7 separate regions of the Mus musculus genome follow, and all the other regions are linked to region 4. Evidence: chromatin contacts called from public Hi-C, HiChIP or PLAC-seq and promoter capture Hi-C data. All regions are on one chromosome and are shown on one strand. The core of a region is the stretch at or near the end of the contact, and the rest is flanking DNA. Distances in the headings are between cores, read along the strand shown. Region 1 holds the start of Hmgcl (3-hydroxy-3-methylglutaryl-Coenzyme A lyase). Region 2 holds the start of Arid1a (AT rich interactive domain 1A (SWI-like)). Region 3 has its middle 10 kb from the start of Nr0b2. Region 4 holds the start of Rsrp1 (arginine/serine rich protein 1). Region 5 holds the start of Gpn2 (GPN-loop GTPase 2). Region 6 holds the start of Pigv (phosphatidylinositol glycan anchor biosynthesis, class V). Region 7 holds the start of Wdtc1 (WD and tetratricopeptide repeats 1).

What was found. Promoter capture Hi-C pulls out the DNA fragments that hold promoters and counts their contacts. A called contact is a pair of places that touch in the nucleus more often than the background predicts. HiChIP or PLAC-seq counts read pairs in DNA pulled down with a chosen protein or histone mark. Capture Hi-C pulls out chosen DNA fragments and counts their contacts.
Region 1: a promoter capture Hi-C map of adipose tissue shows a contact between it and region 4, with 2.0 times the contacts expected there. The contact joins the promoter of Hmgcl here to the promoter of Rsrp1 in region 4. A contact is called at or near these places in 1 of 484 Hi-C or Micro-C datasets (cortical neurons), 2 of 115 datasets of contacts at active chromatin or transcription factors (acute myeloid leukemia and stem cell-derived neural progenitor cells) and 2 of 9 other capture datasets (adipose tissue and liver).
Region 2: a contact with region 4 is called in a promoter capture Hi-C map of liver, with 2.0 times the contacts expected there. The contact joins the promoter of Arid1a here to the promoter of Rsrp1 in region 4. A contact is called at or near these places in 2 of 39 promoter capture datasets (liver and pre-B cells), 1 of 484 Hi-C or Micro-C datasets (CD4 T cells), 1 of 115 datasets of contacts at active chromatin or transcription factors (pancreatic cancer cells) and 1 of 9 other capture datasets (liver).
Region 3: a contact with region 4 is called in a Hi-C map of liver, with 2.6 times the contacts expected there. The contact joins the enhancer-like site here to the promoter of Rsrp1 in region 4. A contact is called at or near these places in 4 of 39 promoter capture datasets (cranial neural crest, embryonic stem cells, liver and 1 more), 1 of 484 Hi-C or Micro-C datasets (liver), 2 of 115 datasets of contacts at active chromatin or transcription factors (embryonic forebrain and hepatocytes) and 1 of 9 other capture datasets (adipose tissue).
Region 5: an H3K27ac HiChIP or PLAC-seq map of bone marrow-derived dendritic cells shows a contact between it and region 4, with 4 times the contacts expected there. The contact joins the promoter of Gpn2 here to the promoter of Rsrp1 in region 4. A contact is called at or near these places in 4 of 39 promoter capture datasets (cranial neural crest, embryonic stem cells, liver and 1 more), 1 of 115 datasets of contacts at active chromatin or transcription factors (bone marrow-derived dendritic cells) and 1 of 9 other capture datasets (adipose tissue).
Region 6: a contact with region 4 is called in an HNF4G HiChIP or PLAC-seq map of pancreatic cancer cells. The contact joins the promoter of Pigv here to the promoter of Rsrp1 in region 4. A contact is called at or near these places in 1 of 39 promoter capture datasets (liver), 1 of 484 Hi-C or Micro-C datasets (LSK cells), 1 of 115 datasets of contacts at active chromatin or transcription factors (pancreatic cancer cells) and 2 of 9 other capture datasets (adipose tissue and liver).
Region 7: a promoter capture Hi-C map of pre-B cells shows a contact between it and region 4, with 2.5 times the contacts expected there. The contact joins the promoter of Wdtc1 here to the promoter of Rsrp1 in region 4. A contact is called at or near these places in 2 of 39 promoter capture datasets (liver and pre-B cells).

The regions. Positions count from the first base shown.
Region 1 is chr4:135,944,962-135,948,374 of GRCm38.p6, forward strand. It overlaps Hmgcl (3-hydroxy-3-methylglutaryl-Coenzyme A lyase), which reads left to right and starts at 1,487. Exons shown (of 9, transcript NM_008254.3): 1 at 1,487-1,579. The coding sequence starts at 1,520.
Region 2 is chr4:133,752,679-133,755,721 of GRCm38.p6, forward strand. Arid1a (AT rich interactive domain 1A (SWI-like)) reads right to left here and starts at 1,307. Exons shown (of 20, transcript NM_001080819.2): 1 at 1-1,307. The coding sequence starts at 933.
Region 3 is chr4:133,561,800-133,565,295 of GRCm38.p6, forward strand. No RefSeq gene overlaps it. Among named protein-coding and RNA genes, the nearest start is that of Nr0b2, 10 kb to the left of the region's middle. Within about 2 kb of position 1,687, at least 56 of the 459 cell types and tissues checked have an H3K27ac peak or open chromatin away from gene starts, as enhancers often do. A contact at or near this core is called in hepatocytes and liver, where this site is marked.
Region 4 is chr4:134,921,853-134,925,362 of GRCm38.p6, forward strand. Rsrp1 (arginine/serine rich protein 1) reads left to right here and starts at 1,773. Exons shown (of 5, transcript NM_023665.3): 1 at 1,773-1,915; 2 at 2,023-2,630; 3 at 3,441-3,510. The coding sequence starts at 2,075.
Region 5 is chr4:133,582,570-133,585,737 of GRCm38.p6, forward strand. It overlaps Gpn2 (GPN-loop GTPase 2), which reads left to right and starts at 1,804. Exons shown (of 5, transcript NM_133884.2): 1 at 1,804-2,300. The coding sequence starts at 1,890. It overlaps Gpatch3 (G patch domain containing 3), which reads left to right. Exons shown (of 7, transcript NM_172876.2): 5 at 1-24; 6 at 413-540; 7 at 1,050-1,673. The coding sequence ends at 1,263.
Region 6 is chr4:133,671,072-133,674,084 of GRCm38.p6, forward strand. It overlaps Pigv (phosphatidylinositol glycan anchor biosynthesis, class V), which reads right to left and starts at 1,576. Exons shown (of 4, transcript NM_178698.5): 1 at 1,248-1,576.
Region 7 is chr4:133,337,172-133,340,681 of GRCm38.p6, forward strand. Wdtc1 (WD and tetratricopeptide repeats 1) reads right to left here and starts at 2,144. Exons shown (of 16, transcript NM_199306.4): 1 at 1,825-2,144.

The sequences.
Region 1 (3,413 bases), core at 237-2,736, 1.0 Mb after region 4:
AGCAACCACACAGTGACTCACAACCACCCGTAATGAGATCTGACGGCCTCTTCTGGGCAGGAGTGAGTGGGGTGGGCCGGAGAAAGCAGAGGTCCTAAATTCAATTCCCAACAACCACATGAAGGCTCACAACCATCTGTACAGCTACACTGTACTCATATACATAAAATAAGTAAATATTAAAAAAAAAACAAAGTAGAGGTGGAGACAGGTTTGTTTTTGCTTGATGGGAGCAGAAAGCCTTGTGGTTACAAAAGCAGGCCAGAGCAGGTTAGCAAAAATTCCTGTAAGTGCCTGAGGGTCAAGCTGACCTCAATGTCAGCCCAAGGTCAGGTCAGGATTTAGCAAAGATGTTTTTCTTGCTTCACTCTTATGGCCTCACAGGTGTTCTACATAGACTTACATGTAGGCAAAACAGCCATGCACATGAAGTAAATACACTAGTAATAATTTAAAACTTTGGTGGCCATCGTGGCACATATCTTTAACTCCAGCACTTAGTAGGCAGAAGTAGAGGCAGGCAGATCTCTGAGTTTAGGTCAGCCTGGTCTACATGGAGTATATGAGTACACTATAGCTGTACATATGGTTGTGAGCCTTCATGTGGTTGTTGGAAATTTAATTTTAGGACATCTGCTCGCTCTAGTCGGCCACCACTCACTCAGGCCCAAAGATTTATTTAATAAGTACATGGTCGCTGTCTTCAGACATACCAGAAGAGGGCCAGATCTCACTACAGGTGGTTGTGAGCCACCATTTGAACTCGGGACCTTCGGGAAAGCAGTCAGTGCTCTTACCCGCTGAGCCATCTCACCAGCTCCACAGTGAACCTTTATATTCTACTTTGTGACCTTAACCTTTGGGGCGGGATCTGCGCCATTCTGCATGATGCACACGCATGTTTAGTCATTTGAAGACTTCCCCACTGAGGCTGAGGACGGGAAGACAAGAAGGAAGTAAGACAGTGTATACACAGGGACACAATGATTTCCTAATGGCTAGCTTCAGGGTTTCACAAGTCACCCGAGCACCAGTAGTAGCCCCTAGAAGCCCACAGTTATAGCAGTCCTTCGCTAACCTAGGCCTTCTTGCCTTCCCTGTTCCTTTAAGACTAAAGGAGCCATCGGCTTGGCCCACCAGCTTCCCAGTCATCTTCAACCCCAACACGCCCTGGGAACACAACGCCTTTCAGAAGGCAGATAAATGGCCCTGGATTGGAACCGGGCGTGATTTAAGACGTGGGGGAAGCAGGTGGAGGTGAAAAAAATCTCGGGATCTACACATGGGCTGTCAAATGTCATGGCTCTTCATGGGACACGTGTTCAGAAAATCATGGAGTGGGCATGATTGGAGGGTAGAGCTACTTAGAGGGGAGTAGGAAAAGAAAACAGACAGGCTGAGGGGAGGAACCAAACTGGGAGCCTCACAAGAGGAGCGATGCACCGCCTCCGGCCCTAACCACGCCCACAGAGGGATCGGCGGTCACGTGGTGCCCAGTGGGTTGGCCTCCGGAGTGAAGATGGCGTCAGTGAGGAAGGCTTTCCCGCGGAGGCTGGTGGGCTTGACGTCCCTCCGGGCTGTAAGTGCTCCCCAGGCGGGTGACAGTCATGGGATCGGGCGGGCCTCCTCAGCTGCTGTGACAGGCGGAGGAGCGGGACCGCTCGAGGGACTGTTGCCGGGAGGATTTGAGAGTTCCGGACCCAGCCGGTCTGGCTCAGATCCATTGCAAGAAACGGGGAAACTGAGGCGGCGGGAAGAGAATCGACCCGCTGTGACTGTGGAGACCGGGGACACCATCCTGGGCGTCCTACCTCCCTTACGGTGACCCTGACTCCTTCCCCTATTTGAGCTTCGGATCTCTCCGGCCCTTCATTAGTGGAAAACAGTGTTCAGTGTGGGAAACACAAGCATCCCTGTCTGCCGCCTTACTCGGCCCTTGTTGCTTTTATGGACGCCTGGGGAGAACTTGGATCGCGTGGGCCGGACAGGGATTCCCTCAGAACTGTCCTTTGGGCATGTTTGGTCCTGGCATTCTGACCACGCGCAGTTATTTGAAGGAAGGGGGGGGGGGCAAAAAGAGCTGTGCTGGCTAAACCGCAAACTGGTGTCCGGGTGATCTGCCACTTTCTAGGCTGAGTGACAGAGGTGTGTACTCAGCTTGCTTATACGTAAAATGCAGAGTCTCAGGATGATTTAGTGAGTGACCAGTCAGTCGGTGGTGGTGCTTTGTGAGAGTTGGACTTAGGAGCGATCAGCGCCAGCGTCACTGCTACACCCTCAGCTCTGTGATGGCGCTGTTACGATTTTATGTTGGGGAGTTTAGGCATTGTATTAGCACTTGGAAAAACTACTTTCCTTGCAGCTCGTGGGTGCCTCTCAGAAAGCCCAGAAAGCCACTTCTGGCCGGGCATGGTGGCTCACGCCTTTAATCCCAGCACTCGGGAGGCAGAGGCAGGCGGATTTCTGAGTTCGAGGGGAGCCTGGTCTACAAAGCGAGTTCCAGGACAGCCAGGACTACACAGAGAAACCCTGTGTCGAAAGAAACAAAAACAAAAAAAAAACAAAAAAAAAAAAAAACAAAAACAAAAAAAATGGGAAAGAAAAAGAAAGCCACTTCTGCATCTTTAGTCTACCCACTTCCAATGATTGCTCAGGGATCAAATGAAAAGGCAAATATCAACGTGAAAAGTTAAGGAAATAAACCCGAGGGGGAGAGGGGGAGAGAATGAGAATTAAGTAACATGGTGGGTCATAATATCTATCTATCTATCTATCTATCTATCTAAGACAAAGTTTCTTTCTATATAACTTTGGTATTCACTACATAGACCAGGCTAGCTTCAAACTCAGAGCCTGCTATGACTCTGGGCTTACAGGCATGGACCACCATGCCCAGCTAGGGATAATTTTTACAAACTAGTGTGAGGAAATGATCCCTCATGAGTCTTATGGCACAAGATGGCACTTTTATTTCATTTGGTTTGGTTTGGTTGTTCCGTTTTTGGTTTGGTTTGGTTTTTAAAGGCAGGCTTACTCATCCTTGGCTGTCTGGACTCAATTAGTAGACCAGGCTGGCTTTGAACTCACAGAGATCTACTTGCCTCTGCCTCCCAAGTCCTGGGATTATTAAAGGGATTAAAGGCATGCACCACCAGGTGAGCTATCTGACTTGGGTCTGAGAACCCTACTCAGATCTTCTGTGGAGCCATCTCTTCGACCCTGGGCTTTTTAAAAATTTCTCACATATCTCAGGCTGACCTCAAGTTTGCTGTGTAGCAACTTGAAAGCAGCCATGAGCTTCTGATTCCCCCTGCTTCCATCTCCCAAGCGCTGGGCCTCAGGCCTCGGGCCGCGAGCCACCACACCTGGCTGGGTTGTTGTGTTTAGAGCTGTGTGCTGGAGGAAGTGGAACT
Region 2 (3,043 bases), core at 57-2,556, 1.2 Mb before region 4:
GCCCTGGTAGCCACGGGCCGAGCTGGGCGACGTGAGCAGTTGGTTGAGGGTGGGGGTGGCGGTGGGCTGGGGAGTTCCCCCGCCGGCCGCTGAGGGGCCGCCTCCCCCCATGGCCCCGAAGCGCTGCTGTGCGAAGGACGAAGACGACGAGGAGGCAGAGGCGCTGGAGGAGGGAGGCGGCTTGGAGCCGGCGGCCGCCGCCGCGCCGGAGCCCGGAGTGCCACCTCTCGGGGAGCTCAGCGCGTAGGCCTGGGGAGGCGGGGGGTAGGCGCTGCGGTTGGGGTAGTAGGAGTTGTACTGGTGGTTGGGGAAGCCGTGGTCGTGCGAGTTCTGCTGGGGCCCGGCGTAGGGCTCCAAGCCCCCGCCGCCGCCGCTCTGCAGCGCTGCCAGGCCAGGGCTTTGTTGTCCGCCATGTTGTTGGTGGAAGACGGCGGCCGCCGCGGCGGCGACGGCAGACGGGCTCCGGCCGTAGGCTTGCCCGAAGCCGTAGGCTGGGGGCGGCAGGGCGGCCGCGGCCGAGTGAGGAGGCGCCCCCACCCCGTCGCTGCTGCTGCTGCCGCCGCCGCCGCCGCCGCCGGGCGGCTCCGGGAGGTTATTGTTCAGGGCGGGCCTAGGGCCCGCGTTCCCGTTCGAGTTCTTCAGGTCCGGCTCCGCGCCGGGCCCGCCGCCGCTGCCGGCTCCGCCGCCGCCGCCACCCCCATTGCTCTCGGCCCCGTCCTGCAGCTCCTTTCCCAGCGGCTGCGGCGGCCCCACGGCGGGGCCCTCGCTCTCCTGCCCGGCGGCTGCCTTCATTTCCCCGCGCTCGGCCGCTGCCGCCGCCGCCTCGCCCCCCGCCTCCTCCCGCTGTTGCTGCTCGGCTTTCTTCAGCTCCGAGGGCGGCGGCGGCGGGTTGCCCAGGCTGCTGGCGGCGGCGGGGGCGACCTGCGCGGCCATGATCCCCGCTGTCTCGTCCGCGGAGAGACCCGGCCCTGTCTTCGTCTTCTCCCCCCTCCCACCCCGCCCCGGGGCCGAGTCCCCCGGGCTGCCCTCCCCACCCGCCCGGGCGGGCCTCGCGGGGCTCCGCTGCTGCGCTGCGCTCGCTCCTCTCCCCCCCGCCCCGCCGGCTCAGGCTCCGGGCTGGCGGCGGAGGAGGAGGAGGAGGCGGCGGCGGCAGCCGAGGCGCCGGCGGCTCAGCTGCTCCGGGCTCTGGCGGCTCGGGACCCGGCTCTCCCGGCTCATTCCCCCCAAGCCCTTGCCTGGGAATGAGGGGGGCGGTGGAGGCTCCGCTCCCCAGGGCCTGGCCCCGCTGTGACTCTCCGCTTTCTGCTGCCGGAGAAAGGAGGAGGGAGGGAGGGAGGGAGGCGAGGGGGAGGGGGCGGGAAAGGAGGGAGGGAGCGGGGGGGGAGGGGGGACCCGGGACGGGCGGGCGGGCGGGCGGGCTGGAGGGCGCGCGGCGGCGGACGGGGCGCCGGGAGGCAGAGTAGGAGCGCTGCTCTGGCGGGCGCCCTGCCTCGCCTCCCCGGCCGCGGCTCGGGCCGAGGCTGCTGCTTGGCGGCGGGCGGGCGGGCGAGAGAGCGAACGAGAGAGCGGGCGGGCGGGCGGCGGGACTGAGCAGCTAGAGCGCCCCACTCTCCTCCGAGTCCCCCTCACTCCGACACGAGGCTCAGCACTGCCATTTTACCCAGCGCCGTCGCGGCCGCCTGAAAAACCAGGACTGGAGCGCGGAGCGGGCGCAGGCCGTGGAATGGACTCGCTCCCTTCCCCTCACAAAGGAGGAGGGGAGAGAAGGAGCCGCGGCGGCGGCGGCAAGCCCTCAGCCTCTTTCGCTCGGCTGCGCCGCCGCCGAAGGCTTCGGGGAAAACCCGGCCCGGAGCCCGCGCCTCCGGAGCCTGCGCCGCCTCGCTCGCCGCGTTCCCAGCCTGGCCTGTCCCCTCCCGGCCGCTCCAAAGGGAGCGGGCCGCGTGAACTTTACCCGCGCCTGCAAAATTGGCCTGAGCCCGAAACCGCGGCCGCCGCGGCCGGGACCTGACCCCCTGGCACCGGGCCTGGGCTCTTGGCTGCGACTTAGCACCTCCGCAGCACTTTTCTTCTTCAAAGCCTTTTGCAGACCTGCTCTAGAGACCCAGCTGAGCGAGCCCTGCTTTTCCCCCCCTTTGGCTAGCCCCAAAGGAGGACTGACCATTGTTCAAACTATCGGTTCTCCCGTGCCCTGCCCTCATTAGCCCTCTCTGACAAGGCCCTGGGGGCATGAGGTCTGGATTATCTCCCCCCCCCCCATTTTACCAACAGACTGAAGGGAGGGGACTGCCCAGGTCACTTAAAGTCAGAGGGCAGAAGTGTGTGGCTATAAAAAGTGGAGTGAGTGGCCGAAGCCGCATCTTGTCTACTTAGCCAGAGAAAAGGAGGAAAAGAGAAAAGAAAGGCACTTACGTTGTGAACAAATCCAACCACCGGATCAGATCAGTGTCAGGAGGTTTGAAAATCAAACGTGGTCATCCCACCACTTCTCTTAAAATGGTGGCTACTGATGCGTTGGGGGCTTAAGACAGTCCTCCAGGCAAACCAAGCTCCATTAGCACTTCCTAAGGGAACCTAGCTCACAATGGCCAGTAGCCCAATCTTCAAAGGCAAGTACCTTGGAAGACTGTAAACAGCCCACAGAAGAGGCTCCAGGGACTGAAAGAACCTCTGTTCAAAAACCACTGCAGAAGAGGGATGCAGAAAATGGAAACCATTTTCTCTATAAAGAGAGAAAAAGAGCCTAACAGGTCACACAGAAAACGGATGCCCCTCAGATCTGCTGTCTATCCTAAGGTGTAAGACTCCTTGAAGTTTACCAGAGACCCTAAGGCCAGGTTTATCTGTGAAGATCAAGGCATTCGCGGAAAAGCTCAGAGTTGTCCAGACCTACAGGCCTCACCAGTTCCACAGCAGCCTTTTCTTCTCAGGCAGGCCTGGAATGCTCTGACAGGGCAAGCCAGGAGAAACCAGAGGGAATTCCAGCGTCTCACCAGGACCAAGACTGCCTTGGGAAAGCATCAATGACAAAGGCCTCTTTTCCTCC
Region 3 (3,496 bases), core at 437-2,936, 1.4 Mb before region 4:
AACAGCTGTCAGCTGACTGTGTCATGCCATGAACCACCCTGCCCTCAGGGCCTCTGTCCACCCTAGAACCTTTGATGATAGTGGGAAAAAAAGACAGAGAGAGAGGTGATCGACCATGATCCCTCCCCTTAGCCACACACTGTGTCACTCAATGTCCCCTGACTTTCACTCCCAGACTCTGCTGGATGTTAGGGGAAAGGACACAAAGAATGGGACCCGGATCCAGCCCGGAGGGACACTTCCCATGCAAATGAAGATAACACAGTGACCTGAGGGTGACATCGTTGAAGGATGACTTGTTCCTGGTCTTTGCTAGTTTATGGTTTCTTTTTCCCACCCTTTAACACCCCCCCCCAACCCTGCTCTTCACCTCCTATCACTAGATAAAGGATAGGATAGAGGGGAAGAAAAGAGAGAGAGAGAGATCTCCGAATCTAATTTCTTTGTTCTTGTTTCTTCTTTGAACACGAGTATGAACAAACTGTAACCACCCCCACGCCCGAATGACCCCAACCACCAACAGTACCTCTCGGGGCCCTAGCATTTATATATCCTCTGAAAAGCTCCCAGAATTCCAAACAATCACACAATCGCAGAAACTACCCAAAGCTGGCAAAACCATGCCTCTGCTAGAGCATGAGGCAAATCACAGTCAGCTGTTGTCCCCAGCAGCCCCTTCGATGAAAAGAAAAGCACTTTCTTCTAATATTTCAGTGTTTTGTTTTGTTTTTTTAAAGAAACTAAAACTCCAAAATTGTCACTACAATAATTAATTGTGCCCAGAGGTGGGAAGGTGCTTCCCTGGTGCGTTGACTGTTCAGAAACATCTGGGGGGGTTTGCAAGGGTGAGGCCTAACAGAGGGAGGAGAATATGCAAAGGCACAGAGGTGCCAGGGAACAAGCACTGCTTCTTGAATGCATCCTAGAACCTATGGATCTAAGGGTGGTGAGAGATGGAGGTGTGTGAATAGGTGTGGGTCAGGAGACCGTGCCACCAGGCAGAAAATTTGGTAAGAGAACGGTAGGCATTGAAATCTACTCCTGACCAGGTTCCTGTCCTGGAACATAGGACCACCACACCCCATGAAGAGGACTGGATAATCAGTCTCGTAGGGGCAACACAGGAAGTGCCCTCCACGTGCAGAGGGGGCATCCCTAACCTCTCAGACCAAGCCAACAGAAAGCATCTGCCTTTAGACCCCAGCCCACTCCAAAATGTATATTAGACCCTATTCACAAGGAATAAAGGCTCAAGAGTTATTTCACCAAAGCCTGTCTGAGAGCGCCTGTTTAATCAAGCTGTAACACCCTTAGGGGACAGTGTTCTCTCCTGAAGCTTTTGTCGATGGAAGCAGCGCCAACCTACCATAGCCACTTCCTCTCTGTGGCCCCAACCTTGGCTCCTAGCCACCTGCCTGCCGGATCCCGCTGCCTGCCACCAACTCCGGGGCAGCAGTGGCCTTGGAAGAGGCCTGGCAGCCAGCCTTGCTCCTGCTCCCCCTCAGAGAGATTTGGCAGGGCCAGAGCCCCGCAGATCCCCATGGGCAGCACCTGGTACACAGACAGGCAAATCGGGTTTGTATCACAAAACAGAACAGAGAAAGGACATGCTAATGAAGCTGGTGACGAGTCCAGGGACAGTCTGAAGGGAGTCAAGGTCAACAACGGGGACTTGATGTTCATAGCAGGGTGCAGCTGTGCCAACTTTATAAGTCACGGCAAACCAGGTGGCTCGTGCCAGTAGTCCCAGAGCTGTGGGGGTGGAGGCAGGAATCTGAAGTCAATCTGTCTTTACTGCATAACAAATGTGAGATCAGGCAGGGGTATAGGAGACGTTGTCTAAAATAGAGCCTCCCGGTGCAATGTGAGACAGAGAGAGGGGTGGGGGTGAGGTCAGAGGTAACATGATGGCTTATTATACACAAGGTCCTGAGATAAAAATCCTCTGCTCCTCAGCATAGGAAAAAAAAAATCTAACTACAACATCCCAAGGTTTGGTGGCACACACCTCTAATTCCAGTCCGGGGAGGCAGAGATAGGTGGGTCTTTGAGAGTTCGAGATCAGCCTAGTCTACATAGTGAGTTCTAGGACAGCCAGGGCTACATAATAGAGACCCTGTCTCAAAACAAACAAACAAAACCGCCACTAACCACCGCCACCTCCGCCACCACCACCAGCTTAACAAAAACACCTCAGAAAACTTCCCACCACATCCCCTACCCTCTTCCTCAAAGCTTGCCACTATGAAGATCTCTGGGATCATAAAGGAGTCAGGAGGTGATGTCACACGCCCACAACCCAGCACCCGGGAGGCAGGAGGGTCAGAACTTCAAGATGGTTCACTGGGTAAAAGCGCTCGCTATGCAAACCTGATAACCTACACTCAATCTCAGAGAGCCCGTGGTGGGAAGACAAGCAATTCACCAGGTTTTTCACCTCCATATGCTCACTGTAGCTTGTGCAGCCCCTCCCCCGCCCATGACAATAAATTAAAAATAAAACTTACCCCCCCCACACACACACACATACCCATGTTCATGCTGGGAACCCTAATAAATACAATGGGTCACAAATAAATCTATGGAAATGTGAAGAGCGGCTTGGGGAGGAGAAGGATTTGGTGTGGGGGGCCAGATAAGGAGATGGTGGGCAGCTGAGTGTGAGTGTGCACACGTGGGAGGCAGGGGCAGATGGATATTCTGTGAGCCCAAGGACAGCCTGGTGTGCACAACAAGCTCCAGGACAGCCAGGGCTACACAGAGAAACCATGTGTCATTCCCCCACTCCTGGAAGAAAGAGAGACAGAGAGACAAAGAGAGACAGAGAGAGAGACAGAGAGAACAACACGACAAGGCTTTAAAATGGCTCAGCAGTTAAGAGAGCATGCTGCTTTTCCAGAGGACCCAGGTTCAGTTCCCAGCACCAGGTCTGGCAGCTCACAATCTCCCATTCCAGGGGATCTGGTGCCCTCTTCTGGCCTCCACAGTCACCAACACAACATGACATCTACAAGTACATGAACACATTATTTTAGGTGGGTGTTATCACACCTTGTTAGATTTTATTTATATTTATGTTGTTTGGGTTTTTAAAAATATTGGCCGGCTGGGCGTGGTGGCGCACGCCTTTAGTCCCAGCACTCGGGAGGCAGAGGCAGGCAGATTTCTGAGTTCGAGGCCAGCCTGGTCTACAAAGTGAGTTCCAGGACAGCCTGGGCTATACAGAGAAACCCTGTCTTGAAAAACCAAAAAAAAAAAAAAAAAAATCTTTAATCCTTTTACAGTACAGTCGTTATCCCCAGTCCGCCCTCTGACAGTTCCTCATCCCATTCCTCCCCTGCCCTGTCTCCAAGAGGATGTCCCACCACCCTGTTTATTTTTTTAATATTTATTTATTTATTATATGTAAGTACACTGTAGCTGTCTTCAGACACACCAGAAGAGGGAGTCAGATCTTGTTACAGATGGTTGTGAGCCACCATGTGGTTGCTGGGAT
Region 4 (3,510 bases), core at 523-3,022:
CCTATACCCAGGTCTGTACGGTGTGGATGTGTGTTGGTGAGTGGTGCTCATCCTGGTACTGGAGGTCCAGATGGGTGTGAGCCGTCCGTCCTGTGGGTCCTGGGAGTCAGTGCTCTTTACTGCTGATTGTTTCTCCAGCTCCTGCAGTTTGAGAACTTTTACCATTGGTGGATGGGATGGGATGGGGGCTTCTGGAGGTTAGAGAACAACTTTTGGAAGTCAGTTCTCTCCTTCCACTCCACTGCAGGTTGTCAGTAGTGCTCCACAAGCATTTTTTTCTTCTTTTTTTAAAGATTTATTTATTTATTATATGTAAGTACATTGTAGCTGTCCTCAGACACTCCAGAAGAGGGCATCAGATTTCATTATGGATGGTTGTGAGCCACCATGTGGTCGCTGGGACTTGAACTTGGGACCTTTGGAAGAACAGTCGGCGCTCTCAACCACTGAGCTATCTCACCAGTCCCACAAGCATTCTTTATTGCTGAGCCATCCTGGTGGCCACAGTAAGGTTTTTATTTCTTCACTTTCGCTGTATATTGGGGAAGGAGGAGGAAGGAGGCACGAACAAAGAGTCCTTATTTCTGTCATCTCCCTCTAAAATCCAGAGCTTCTGTAAAACCCTGCCTAATTTCTAAGAACACCATCTCCCAATATTGAAATAGCTATTTCGTTCAGTGCTGTTCACTTACCCACAGTTTTCAAGGTCAGATATGCCTCATGACATTGAGTGTTTGGAATTTGCCCTGGAAATAAGATTAAATGTCCTGTCCTAATCACACTTGTCTTAGAACAGACCTATCGGGCTCAGGAAATGGCTTACTATTAAGAGCACTTGCTGCATTGCCTAGCACAAAGTCTGGGTTCCCAACACCCCCATACTTGGTGGCCCACAATGGCTCTGTCTTCGGTGGCATCCTGTACACACAAATTACTCTCTCTCTCTCTCTCTCACACACACACACACACACACACACACACACACACACACAATCAAGGATCACTGTTGCTCCTCAAAGGTCAACTGTGGTCGTTGGAATTCCTGTCTCGACCTCAAATTACCTTAATTAGCTCAAACAAGGCCGTTAAAGCAGCCTTTCTAAATTAAAACTATATCTTCGGGGTCCAGGGATACCCCTCCCAATCTCCACCATAGGAGGAGCCAAGAAGGGAAGCTGGGCAGCGGCTGGGGGAGGGAGGGGACGACACATGACCCGGGGACGACCGAGGCACGGGAACCGACTTGTCCTCTGTGTCCTTGATCCAGCTTTTGAGCCGGCTAAATTCTTTGCTACCCTCTCCTTTTCCCGAATTTCAAAATCGAAAGCAGGAAAGGAAGCCAAACTAAACCAAACCAAACCAAACAAAGAAAAACAAAGTTGGGCGTGGTGGCGCAGACCCCCTAGCTGAGAAGCAGAGACATGGGGATTGCCGCGAGTTCGAGGCGTGACAGGGGTACACAGCTAGCTCCTGTCTCAAAAAAAAACTCAAGATCCAAAAGCAGCCAAGGACCCCACAAACAAACAAACAAAAAACCCTGAAGTAAACAAATCCTCAAAATACCCGGATGTAGAAGGCGGGCGGGAGTGGGGGATGGGGAGGAGGCGCGGCCGTTGGTGGAGTGACAACTGACGCGCATGCGTGTCTCCAAGGCGCAGCCAACATCGCTTGGCGATTGGACGAGAGTGGGACCCGCCCTTTCGCACGGATGTCTGTGCGCATGCTCGGCGCCAGCTTCCAGTATTTTCGATGCTGACGTCGCCACTAAGCTCAGTCCCAGTCTGGACTTTGGCAGTGGAGGTTCCTGTGCTCTCCGGTCGCTGGAATCGGGAACCTCGCCCGCTTCGGTTCCTGGTCGCAGAGAAAGGTGCCCGCTTGGCCTCTCTCGCCCTCGCGAGCTCTTCATCCGTTTAAGGTGAGTGGGGCCGCTTGGTCAGGGACCGGTTCGCCCTGGGGTGTCGCGCACGCGCACTGGGCACTGCGCGCCCCACCTGGATGATAGACTCTTGACTTTCTCTGTAGTTCCTAGACGCCGTTGCGTTTGCGGACCGATCTCCGTTTTCAGAAGGGAGCCATGTCCTCGGCCGCCATGTCTAAATACGTGAACGACATGTGGCCCGGCTCTCCGCAGGAGAAAGCCTCGCCGTCCACCTCGGGCTCGGGCCGCTCCAGCCGCCTGTCGTCGCGCTCCCGCAGCCGCTCTTCGTCCCGCAGCTCCCGACGCGACTCCCGCAGCTCTAGCCGCTCGTCCTCGCGCAGCCACAGCCGGCCGCGGAGGAGCAGACGGTCCCGATCCCGGTCCCGCAGGCGCCACCAGCGCAAGTACAGGCGCTACTCACGCTCGTACTCACGCAGCCGGTCGCGCTCCCGCAGCCACCGCTATCACCGCGACAGCCGTTACGAGCGGCCGCGGAGGTACTACAAGTCGCCGTCGCCCTACCGCTCCCGGAGCAGGTCGCGCTCCCGCGGGAGGTCGCAGCACCGGTGGTCGTACTACGCGATCACTAGAGGGCGGCGCTACTACGGCTTCGGCCGGACGGTGTACCCCGAGGATCGCCCCAGGTGGAGGGAAAGATCCAGAACCAGGTCGCGCAGCAGGAGTAGAACCCCATTTCGCCTGAGTGAGAAAGGTGCGTTTTATCAGGTTGAGGTTTGTGCCCTTGGTGGGGGTGGTGTTGGGGATTGAGTTCTGGACGCTTATCACCGAGCCACCTCCCCAGCTCCTCCCCGCGTTTAACTTCCTCAGCGCGCTGTGAGTCAGCCAGGGAGTCATGTGGTTGAGCAGTTTAGCTGGGATTTCGTAAGATTAGGCCCAGGACATCTTAACATCTAGGCCTGCGTTTGTTTTGGTGCTGGAAGTCTTTTGAGATTTCTTGAAGTGAGAGAGAGTTTTTTGTTTAGTTAGTAGTTAGGTAGAATATAGTTTCTCACGTATTTCCTTTCACCTTGTGAGTAAAGTCCATGCCGGATGTGACCGGTGCAGTAACCTGAACTAAAGTCCATTTATGGCTGTGGTGGTCAAGAGAGAGGAGGCTCACTCTTTCCTACTAGCTGGGTGAAGTCAAAACACATTTTTTTTTTTCATGATTTACTCAAAAATGGGTTTTGACTGGCCTTTCTGTTAAGTAACATGGCAATTTGATGTTACAAAGTAGGTAAGTTTGAGCTTGTGTGCAGACTCTGTATCAAGATTAGTAGTCTAGATAACTGTGCTATAAAGTTTATCAAACACTTCAGTTTACAGAAATAAACATTTAAAGAAAAGGCAAAATAGGGCTGTTTGTCAGAACAAAACTAACTTGTTGAGGTAATTAAGGAAAGTTGGGTTTTTTTCCTCACTATAAAGGGATTTTTTTTAGAATTGCTTTACATATAAAGAGAAAAACATTGTTTTAGGAGAGGTACTTAGTAGAGGATAACGAATGTCTTAATGCCCTTAGATCGAATGGAGCTACTAGAAATAGCAAAAGCCAACGCAGCAAAAGCTCTGGGAACAGCCAACTTCGACTT
Region 5 (3,168 bases), core at 554-3,053, 1.3 Mb before region 4:
GGCACCTTTGAGCGCCACACCAAGGTAAGTGAGTGTGGTTAACCACAATGCCATTCCCTCTTCCTCCATTCCTCCTGCTCCAAGGAGCATGCCCACTCTCCCTTCTTCTTTCCTTCCCTTCCCTTCATTCCTTTTTTTTTTTTTCCGGTTTTTCGAGACAGGGTTTCTCTGTGTAGCCCTGGCTGTCCTGGAAGTCACTTTGTAGACTAGGCTGGCCTTGAACTCAGAAATCCGCCTGCCTTTGCCTCCCAACCATTCCCTCTTCTTCTTACATCCTTTGAGGCAGGGTCTCATATGTAGCCCAGCCTGACCTCGAACTTAAATCTCTGCTCCATCTCCCAAGTGATGGAGCCTGCACCCCTGCCACACTTGAGCCACTTCTTTCTCTGGACTCTCGCTTCTTCCTTTGCAGGGCATCGGCCGGAAGGTGATGGAGCGCCAGGGCTGGGCTGAAGGCCAGGGCCTGGGCAGCAGGTGCTCCGGGGTGCCTGAGGCCCTGGATGGAGATGGCCAGCATCCTAGATGCAAGCGCGGCTTGGGGTGAGTGCACCTGAGGGGCTCCCTAGGCCATTGTCCAGCTGTGCTGCTGTCTGCTTTCCCTCTTGCCATTGTTTTGAGGTGGGTGTGGGCCCCTCTAAATGAACAGCTTCACAGCAGGTGTAGAAATAGATGACACTGTCCTTATTTTCATTTTAAACCCAATCCTACAACTTAAAGGATCACGGGGCCCTCAGGGAAGTCATTTCCTCAAGTCTGGGTTTTGGCTTCATAAGGGAGTCTGTTGTGGAAATGAAAATTCCCAGGTCCCTGATAGTTGACACTCCTCTCCAGAGGCTGGAGAGCAGAATTTGGAGACAATGCTTTGTCTTTGGTGCTGGAGGTGTGGCTCAGGAGTGAGTGTGTCCTTGCCCCGGGTTCTTGTGCTATGAGCATGAGACCGCTCTGATAGAACAAACCAGATATGTAGTAATTACTTCCTGTCTCTTGCTAACCTCTTTACTGGGCTTTGAAGAGAGCAGCCTTCTCACCAAGAGCTCTGTTTTATCCAGATACCATGGAGAGAAGTTACAGCCATTTAGGCAACTGAAGAGGCCCCGTCGAACTGGCTTGGGGCTCATTTCCACCATCTATGATGAGCCTCTGCCCCAAGACCAGGGGGAGACCTTGCTCCGGCGCCAGCCACCCACCAGCATGAAGTTTCGGACAGATATGACTTTTGTGAAGGGTTCTAGCTGTGCCTTGGACAGACCTGAGCCCGAGTGAGCCTATGTCCTTGGTCAGGATCACTCTGCGGCAGGGACTTAGCCCTCTGCCTGGATCTTGCCCTGTGGACCTGAGAAGCAGCCCAGAGCCTGGGAGCAGCCCTGAGCATGCCCAGTTTCTCTACCTCAAAGATGATATCACCAAAAGCCCCTCCGTCTCCTGGGGTGTTTGTGCCTAAAGGCCTTCCCTTGGTCTCCAGGCCCTAGTGCTTGTTTGGGTTTGCCCAGAACAGTGAAGATCTGGACTGCCTGTGGCACCGTCCAGTCGGGTTTGAGGGTTGTCTGAAGAGCTCCGTGAAGCTGGGAAAGGGGACCAGAGAATTGATCCAGAGAGCGTCGCGGTCCCTTACCACGTCTACCCTCTGCCTAGAGACGGATCGGTGCGAGAATAAACCAGTTTACCCGGCATGGAGATCTGCCTTAGTGAAGCCTGGGGAAATCTTAAAACCGGAGGTGTGCGGTTGCGTGACCACAGCCTATGCCGTGGCCGTGTGGGTGGGACTTCCTCTCCAGACAAGTTCCGGCGGAATCCGGAAGTCGGAACTTTTCCCTTCCTTGCCGGGTAGTTTGTTCGTTTTTCTGCTTGAGTTTACTTGGTGAGGCGCCCGTGGGCTGCCAGCTCCACCCATGGCGGGGGCCGCCCCGACTACGGCCTTCGGGCAGGCAGTGATCGGGCCCCCGGGCTCGGGGAAGACCACGTACTGCCTGGGCATGAGTGAGTTCCTGCGCGCTCTGGGGCGGCGCGTGGCGGTGGTGAACCTGGACCCCGCTAACGACGGACTGCCTTACGAGTGTGCGGTGGACGTGGGCGAGCTGGTGGGGCTGGGCGACGTGATGGACGCGCTGCGCCTGGGGCCCAACGGTGGCCTGCTCTACTGCATGGAGTACCTGGAAGCCAACCTGGACTGGCTGCGCGCCAAGCTGGAGCCCCTGCGAGGCCACTACTTTCTCTTCGACTGCCCCGGCCAGGTGGAGCTCTGCACGCACCACACCGCCCTACGCAGCATCTTCTCCCAAATGGCCCAGTGGGACCTCAGGGTGTGTCTCGGGTCGGGCAGAAGGAATCCCTGAGACCGGGAGGCGGATAGGTGCCACGCCCCCAAGTTACATTGGGAGATAGCGGCTGAGTTAAGTTTGAAGCAGAACTAAAGCCTCTGAGATAGAATTTTAGCTCGGCCCCAACTCATTTCATGGTCTTGGAAAGTCCTTTCACTCAGTTTTGTCATCTCTAAAATGAATGTGACAGTTCCCAATTTTAAAAACAGTGGAAGTGACTACACAGAAAGTGGCTTAGTGATTGGTTAGTTGGTGTTCAGAAGTGTGATGAAAGAGTAGAGAGGTAGGTGCAGTGTGATTTGAACCCTTTGTCCACTGCAGGAACTGTGCAAGAGACCTTGGAAGAGGTGTTGGAGATTAGCTCAGTGGTAGAGAACTTGTCTAACAAGCAGAGGCCACAGTCCCTGGGTTTGGTCCCCAGAATAGTAGGAAGGACAAAATGGTAAAATTGCCCCCTATCTTCTTGGAGGAGGACATGATGTTATTAAATTTAAATTAAGTTGCCTGGCGGTGGTGGTGCACGCCTTTAATCCCAGCATTTGGGAGGCAGAGGCAGGCTGATTTCTGAGTTCGAGGCCAGCCTGGTCTACAGAGTGAGTTCTAGGACAGCCAGGACTACACGGAGAAACCCTGTCTTGGAAAAAAAAAATTAAGAACAAGAGGCAGGAAAATATCTCAGGCCTGTAACCCCAGCAATGTGGTGTGGAGGCAGAAAGAGTTCTGGGCCATCAAGCCCTGTCTCAAGCAGGCACATGAACAGGAAATAGAACAGTACTAAGGAAGGAATAGAACAGTACTAAGGAAGGAATAAAACAGTACTAAGGAAGGAATAGAACAGTACTAAGGAAGG
Region 6 (3,013 bases), core at 326-2,825, 1.3 Mb before region 4:
TTGCCACTACAGTGACCCATAGGCTGAAGATGAGAAGACACTCCCACAAAGTTGTTCTCTGTCCTCACTTAGGTGTGCCAAGGCGCACCTGTAGCTCCACACATATATACATAAACATATGCACATAAAATAGAATTAAAAAAAAAAAAAGCAAATGACAAAGTCACAGAAAGCATGGGAGAAAAGAAAAAATTCTCCGCCAAGGGAACAAGACTGGTTAATAGCGGTAGTACCCCATCCTCGGCACGAGGGGGCGCCTGCTGCTTACTTCATCACCAGGAGACCGGGAGAAAAGGAGGCCCCCTCACCTCCCAACTCCATGTCGGTTTATTTAGGACAATTCAGTTTAAAGTTAAGCCGCAGGAAACAGCATTTTCTGACTACCCACGATATCTCCAACACTGGATTCACTAAACCCAAATAAATGACAGAAACATGGACACCCAACTCAAACTCAATCAATCTCTCCCTCCCTCCCTCTCTTTTCCCTGGCCTCCAATCCGCACGCACAAAGGAGGCAGAGAGAGGAAAAGTACTGAATCCACCTCTGCATCTTGATTCTCAGTCCTTCCCTCTTTCAAACTCTGGCATCAGTGGCCACAGGAGATGCAACCCACACTCAAGTTAAACAAAGTAAAATCAAGACAGTCAATTATCTCTCTAGCTATTTTGCCAACACCCCTTTGAAAGAAGCCCCTTGCCAAATCAGACTCTTAACTGGCCGGATGCTTAGAACCAACCAGTTTCATTTTTCTTTAATTTACCCGTGAAATAGGCTCCAGAGATCTCATTAGACACCAGTAAGACTGTGTAATTACCATCGCCATTTTATGGATGTGAAAACTGAGGCTCACTGGAGCCAAGTGACACGCCCACCACTTAAAGCTCCTCACGCACTGCTTTCTAAAACCTATGTCCACAGTCAGGAGAGCTTTTTGCCATAAACAAAGGGTATGCATTCCTTGTCCAGCCAGGACATCCAAGGCTTAGCCCAGAACTTTCTCCAACTGTAGCACATGTTGTTGCTGGAAGCTTATGGTGATGGGCCCTAACTGGGAAAGATCTGTTGAACTGGAGTCCTGGATTTTCTGCGGAAGGCTAATACTCTCAAATGGGTGCTGCGTTATGACCCAGAGGCAACGTGGAGCGAGCCGCCTCCTTCTGCTAAGCCCTGCCATACTGGGAGCCCGTTCCAGCCTGCTCTTTTCGGACACAGTTCCTACCCAGGACGGGACAGTGACCCTCACCCCAAGGGAGCCACGGCCCAGGGCTTCGTCCCGGGGGAATCGCGGGGCCGGGCCAGGCAACGGGGCCGGAAGCAGACGAGGGCCGGAGGCTGCAAAGGAAGAGGCGGCGCCGGAGGCTGCTATGGCGGAGGGGCGGGGCTCCTCGCTTCTCTACAGCCTCCGCCTAATTTCTCTCGGCCTGCGTTTGACAGCTTCCCTCCCCGGAGGACTCCAGAGTTGCAGAGCTGGCGCCGGATCCTCCGCGCCCGCGCGTCCAGACCACCCCCGCGGAGCTCCAACTTCAGCGCCTCCATCCGGGTCCCGTCCGTGCCGCGCCTGCGCGCCGGCTCGGCCGACGGCGGCCCCGCCCCGCTCCTGCCCGGACTCGGAGCGCCCCGCCCCCCTCCTCGGCGGCCATGTTGACCCCAGCTAGGGCGGGGGCCGAGGCGGCGGCGGTGAGTCGCACCTTCCCGGCGTGGTGACACCTGAGGAGTAGGCCTCTTGACTCGCCAGCAGTTTGTGCGCGGGCGCTGCGCTCCCGGGTCGGGGCTCTCACCCCAGTCCCCTGCCGTGAGCAGCCTCTGACTTCCCGGTGTGAGCCGAGGCTGGACCCGGGCGCTGCCCCAGAGCCACGCGTTCTCTCGGTGTTCCGCCACCCCAGCTCAGCACAGGACCTGGCACACGATAGACAATATGAATAGGCAAAAGAAAGCCTTCTTGGGGTTTTTGTGGCAAGCAGCGGTACCCTGCAACTGGATGAGAAGAAAGTAGGGGAATTCCCCCTGCCTTTCCCCTCCTGGCAATGAAGGACCTCTGCCCTGCGACAGTCCTCTGTCCCACCTCAGATGACTGTATGGGACGAGGAAGGAAACCTCAGAGAACACCCCCGAGGATTCTCCCTCAAGCAGTTTCTGTCGCAGGAACTGGCGCCAAAAAAAAGAAAAAGAAAAAAAAAAAAAAAAAAAAAAAGGAAGCTAATTGAACAAAACCGCCTGTTGGGGAGGAGCGGCCAGTTGGTACCCCTGTAACTAACGGAAACTGTTAGAACAACTTTGCACCCGCCTTAGAGGAAACAGATAGTAAATCCTTCTCCGTTGGTAGATTTCTCGTTTCTCAGGATTCCAAAGCCTTGTGTGGTTTCAGTTATCTGTCCTCTCAAACGTAGCTTGGGTCTAGGTTAACCTCTGGCCACAGCCCTGGCTGAGGGAGGGGTTTATCTTCTGCAACAGCCACAAATGTGGGTGGGAACAAAGAGATGGGTCTCTATCTCTCCAAGCAAAAAAAAAAAACAAAAAAAACAAAAAAAACTAGCCTTCATCAGTTCGGTGGGGGCCAGAAGCTGTGTCTGTCTATCATCTCAGGCCCTGGGATGTCAACTGCCCCTTGGATGTTTGCGTGTAAGGTGGATAATGTATAATTTAATGACTGGTAAAGAGAAAACAGGAGTTTCCAAAGTCATTTTTCCTCCCCCCCCCGCCCCCCGAAAGCATTTGTTGCCAGTCCTGTGAGTGAAATGTCAGTGCCTCTCTAGGCACACTTGTGACTAGGGCCCGAGGTTGTGACTTGACTTTCTTACAGTCTTCGCAGCACCCTGACCTTAAAGAAACCATCCTTGCTTCGTGAATTCACAGGGGAAAATGGCATGCAAGCTCGAGGTTCTGTCTGTCCAATAAAGAATCCCTGCAGAATCTGCTTGTAAAAAAGGCAGGGGTCCTTTTGTGAGAAGTGAGAGTGTTTGTTGAAACACCCTTCCTTAGGAGGTAGAACTTTGACTAGATCTTCAGTCG
Region 7 (3,510 bases), core at 894-3,393, 1.6 Mb before region 4:
AGCAAAATCCTAATTCTTAAAGATACAAGGCTTACAAGAAAAGAAAATACAGAACTCAAACCAGAACTAGTCCAAGGGTGCTCACTCACTGTCTGAGCATCGCCTGCCCACTCACAACTTAAGCAGCGAGCAGTGAGCACACCTGTGCCCTAGGTAGAGAGAACTTGGGACCAGGAGGCAGGAACATCTTTGCCTCAGAAGGTTCCTCAGAATGATTTTCTTTTCAAAACCGATTCAGGCTTTACTTATTTATTTATACTTGGGTTTTCAGACTGGGTCTCACTAGGTAGGCTCATAAAGAGATCCCGAAGGCTTTGTTTAAAAAGGAACACCTGGAGCCAGGTATGGTGGCACATGCCTTTAATCCCAGCACTCAGGAGGCAGAGGCAGGCAGATCTCTGAGTCTGAGGCCAGCCTGGTCTACAGAGTGAATACAAGGGCAGCCAGGGCTACATAGAGAAAGCCTATCTCCAAAATACAAAACAAAACAAAACAACTTTAGGGCCAAGGGAAATAGCATTATACCACTTAATCCCTGTACTTGGGACTTGGAGGCAGGAAAATAGTTTATAGCCAGCATGAATTACAAGATGATTTCAAGGCCTGCCTGAGCTACATGAAACTTTGTTTTAAAACCCACACATGAAAAAAAAAATGCTTATCTGACACTTTATCCCGATCATCCACCCCATCCTTGGAAGGAATGGAAAAGCTACAGTCACAGTACTCAGCTTCTAAACTCAAACTTGAGAAAACTTTCAAGTTGCTCCACCAACACATTTACCTCAAGAGATTTAAGAACACCAGAGACATTCACAAGAAATTAGTCACACTCAGCTGCTAAGATAAATCGTCTGTACTGCTCAGATAAATCGCATGTAAACCCTCATACTTTTTTTTTTTTAATTCTTATTAGTCCTGGTAATGCACCTGCAGCGGAGAGCAAACCATAAGTCGCCAAGAAACTCCAATCACCGGGCTTGGGATGGGGGGTGGGGGGTGGGGCGTGGGACGGGACGCTCCACTAAAGCTTTTCAGAAAGAGATCCTGCGGGTTTGCAGTTTATCTCTACCGATTCTTATTTACCCTTTGAAGTGGGTACTAATAGCCCACTCCCAAGCAGAGACCCTTTGTACTTAGCGCTACAGTCGATGATGCAAACACCTTGGCAAAGTTCAGTTTGGTGCCAGGATGAGCCACTGAAGGCATCTGCGACTGCCAGAAGCCTGAAAACTCACTCTCTTTCTCTCTCTCTCTCTCTCTCTCTCTCTCTCTCTCTCTCTCTCTCTATAGAGAGAGAGAGAGAGAGAGAGAGAGAGAGGAAGGAGAAGGAGAGAAAGAAAGAAAAGGAGTATGGGGTGACAGAAACAGAGAGCAAGAGAGGGAAAGAGAGGCAGAGAGACACGGAAAGAGCAGACCAGGTCATTGACCTCTTGAAACTTCCACCTGCCCCTTTCTTCCTGAGTGCGATCGGCGCCAGATCAGATGTCAAAAACTCCGCAAAAAATAAATAAATAAAAGTCCCGTGATAGGACGACTTCTACCTCTGCCCCGGTGGAGCCTGCGGGACTCCTACAGCCTTCCCCCACCCCCTCCCCCGACCTCCCAGCCAGTCCTCTTCTAGCCTCCCTTCCCCGGCCCTTTCTGCCCTTCCTCGCCGCCGAGGCCTGACCCCTTCCCGGGACACCCCGGAGTCCCGAGGCGATCGGGCTCAGGCCCCCAAGCAGGGAGCCGGCCCAGAGCGGACGGCCCCGGAGCCGGGGCTCTGGGAGCCGGTCCCCGACTCGACATCTGCGGCGGGGATGGGGCGGCGGCGACCCGTACCTGTCAGGTCTCTTCCCAGGACCAGCAGCGGAGCAACTTCAGGAGCCCATGTCGGTCCGGGGGGGCCCGGCCCCTCTCCCGGGAGCAGGGGTGCGGATCCCGGGAAGGGGGCTGGGGACCCGGGCAGCTCTAGCCTCTTCCCATGCTCCCCGCCCGGCGCCTGGCCGGGGCCGGACAGCGCCTCCGCCCGCCCCTGCGCACCGCCTCACACCCGCGCTCACACACACTCACACTCCCTCGCGCGCTCTCACACACGCACTCCCCTCCCTCCTCCTCTGTTTATCTCCTCCAGCTGTCTGGGGACCCAGGAGAAGTCCCGCACTGCGCCTGCGCCACGCAGTCTCCGCGCCGGCCCCGCGTCTCACGGTCCGCGGCTACGCTACGGCGATGGCGCTCGGCAGTTTCCTGAATAGTGAGCGCGGGCCCTAGTCCTCTCTGCCACCCTCACCCCCCCTCCATCGCGCGCCCGGTCAACGTCTGCTGCCGGTGGCGCCCACTAACCTGCTAGCGGGGGAGCCCCCCACTTCGCCGGGGCCAATCGGCTTCACCGCTCGCGGGAACGGCAGCCAGTGGGCGGGCGGAAAAGCGGGGCTCAGCTCTGGAGTATCATGGGAGTCGTAGTTTTTCGCCATCGCAGAGGTCCTGCGGCGTGGACTTGCCCCGCCCGGTTACCATTAGTTACCTGGACGCACCTCCCATCCCACTACACCTTTTCTGAGTCCCAATTCCACATGTTCTCCCAGGTCCAGTACAGACCCTCCAAGGGCTAAGAGCTCATCAAAATTGCTTTTGATGCTGTAAATTAGGGGACACCTAAGGCTAAGACCCTGAGTCCTCCCAGAGCAAAGCCTCAGCCTGCTCCTTGCTCTAGGGGGCTGCTGAAGTTACAGGTTCCATGCTCGAATCTTCAGGTGCTGGAAGGAAAAGGTCCTATGTTGAGTGACCTGGGAGCTCTAGGAACCCAGATCGATGGCAGACAAGGTCTATCTAATACTAGCCAAGTAATTGCTCTTCTGACTTTCAAGCTCCAAGTCAGAACGGAGACACCCTCCTCTCTAAGGGAGTTCCAAGGTGACAAAGGTGGCAGTAAAGATAACTTAAGGGAGAGAGACCAGGAGCTTCAACTCAAAAGCAATCACCTTACATTTCTCTTCTCTTAGAGTGGCAGATACACAGTATGCCAACGTCTAAGTAATAACACTTTTATTTTCACTGTATTGGGCATGCTCTCTTTGATAGATACAATTGTTCCTATGTTTTTAAAAAGAAGAAACAAGCATAAAGTAGTTAAAAAGATGCTAGCCCAGGGTCACACAACTGGTTAGAAAACAAGGAATGAAACCAGGCAGTGCTGGAGACTAAGTACAAACATTTAGCACTTAAGAGTGCTGGTCCAGGGTTGGAGAGATGGCTCAGCGGTTAAGAGCACTGACTGCTCTTCCGAAGGTCCTCAGTTCAAATCCCAGCAACCACTTGGTGGCTCATAACCATCCATAATGAGATATGATGCCCTCTTCTGGTGCCTCTAAGACAGTTACATTGTACTTATTTATAATAAATGAATCTTTGGGCTGGAGCTAGCAGGGCTGACTGGAGTGAGCTAAGGTCCTAAATTCAATTCCCAGCAACTACATGAGGGTTCATAACCATCTGTACAGCTACAGTGTACTCATATACATAAAAATA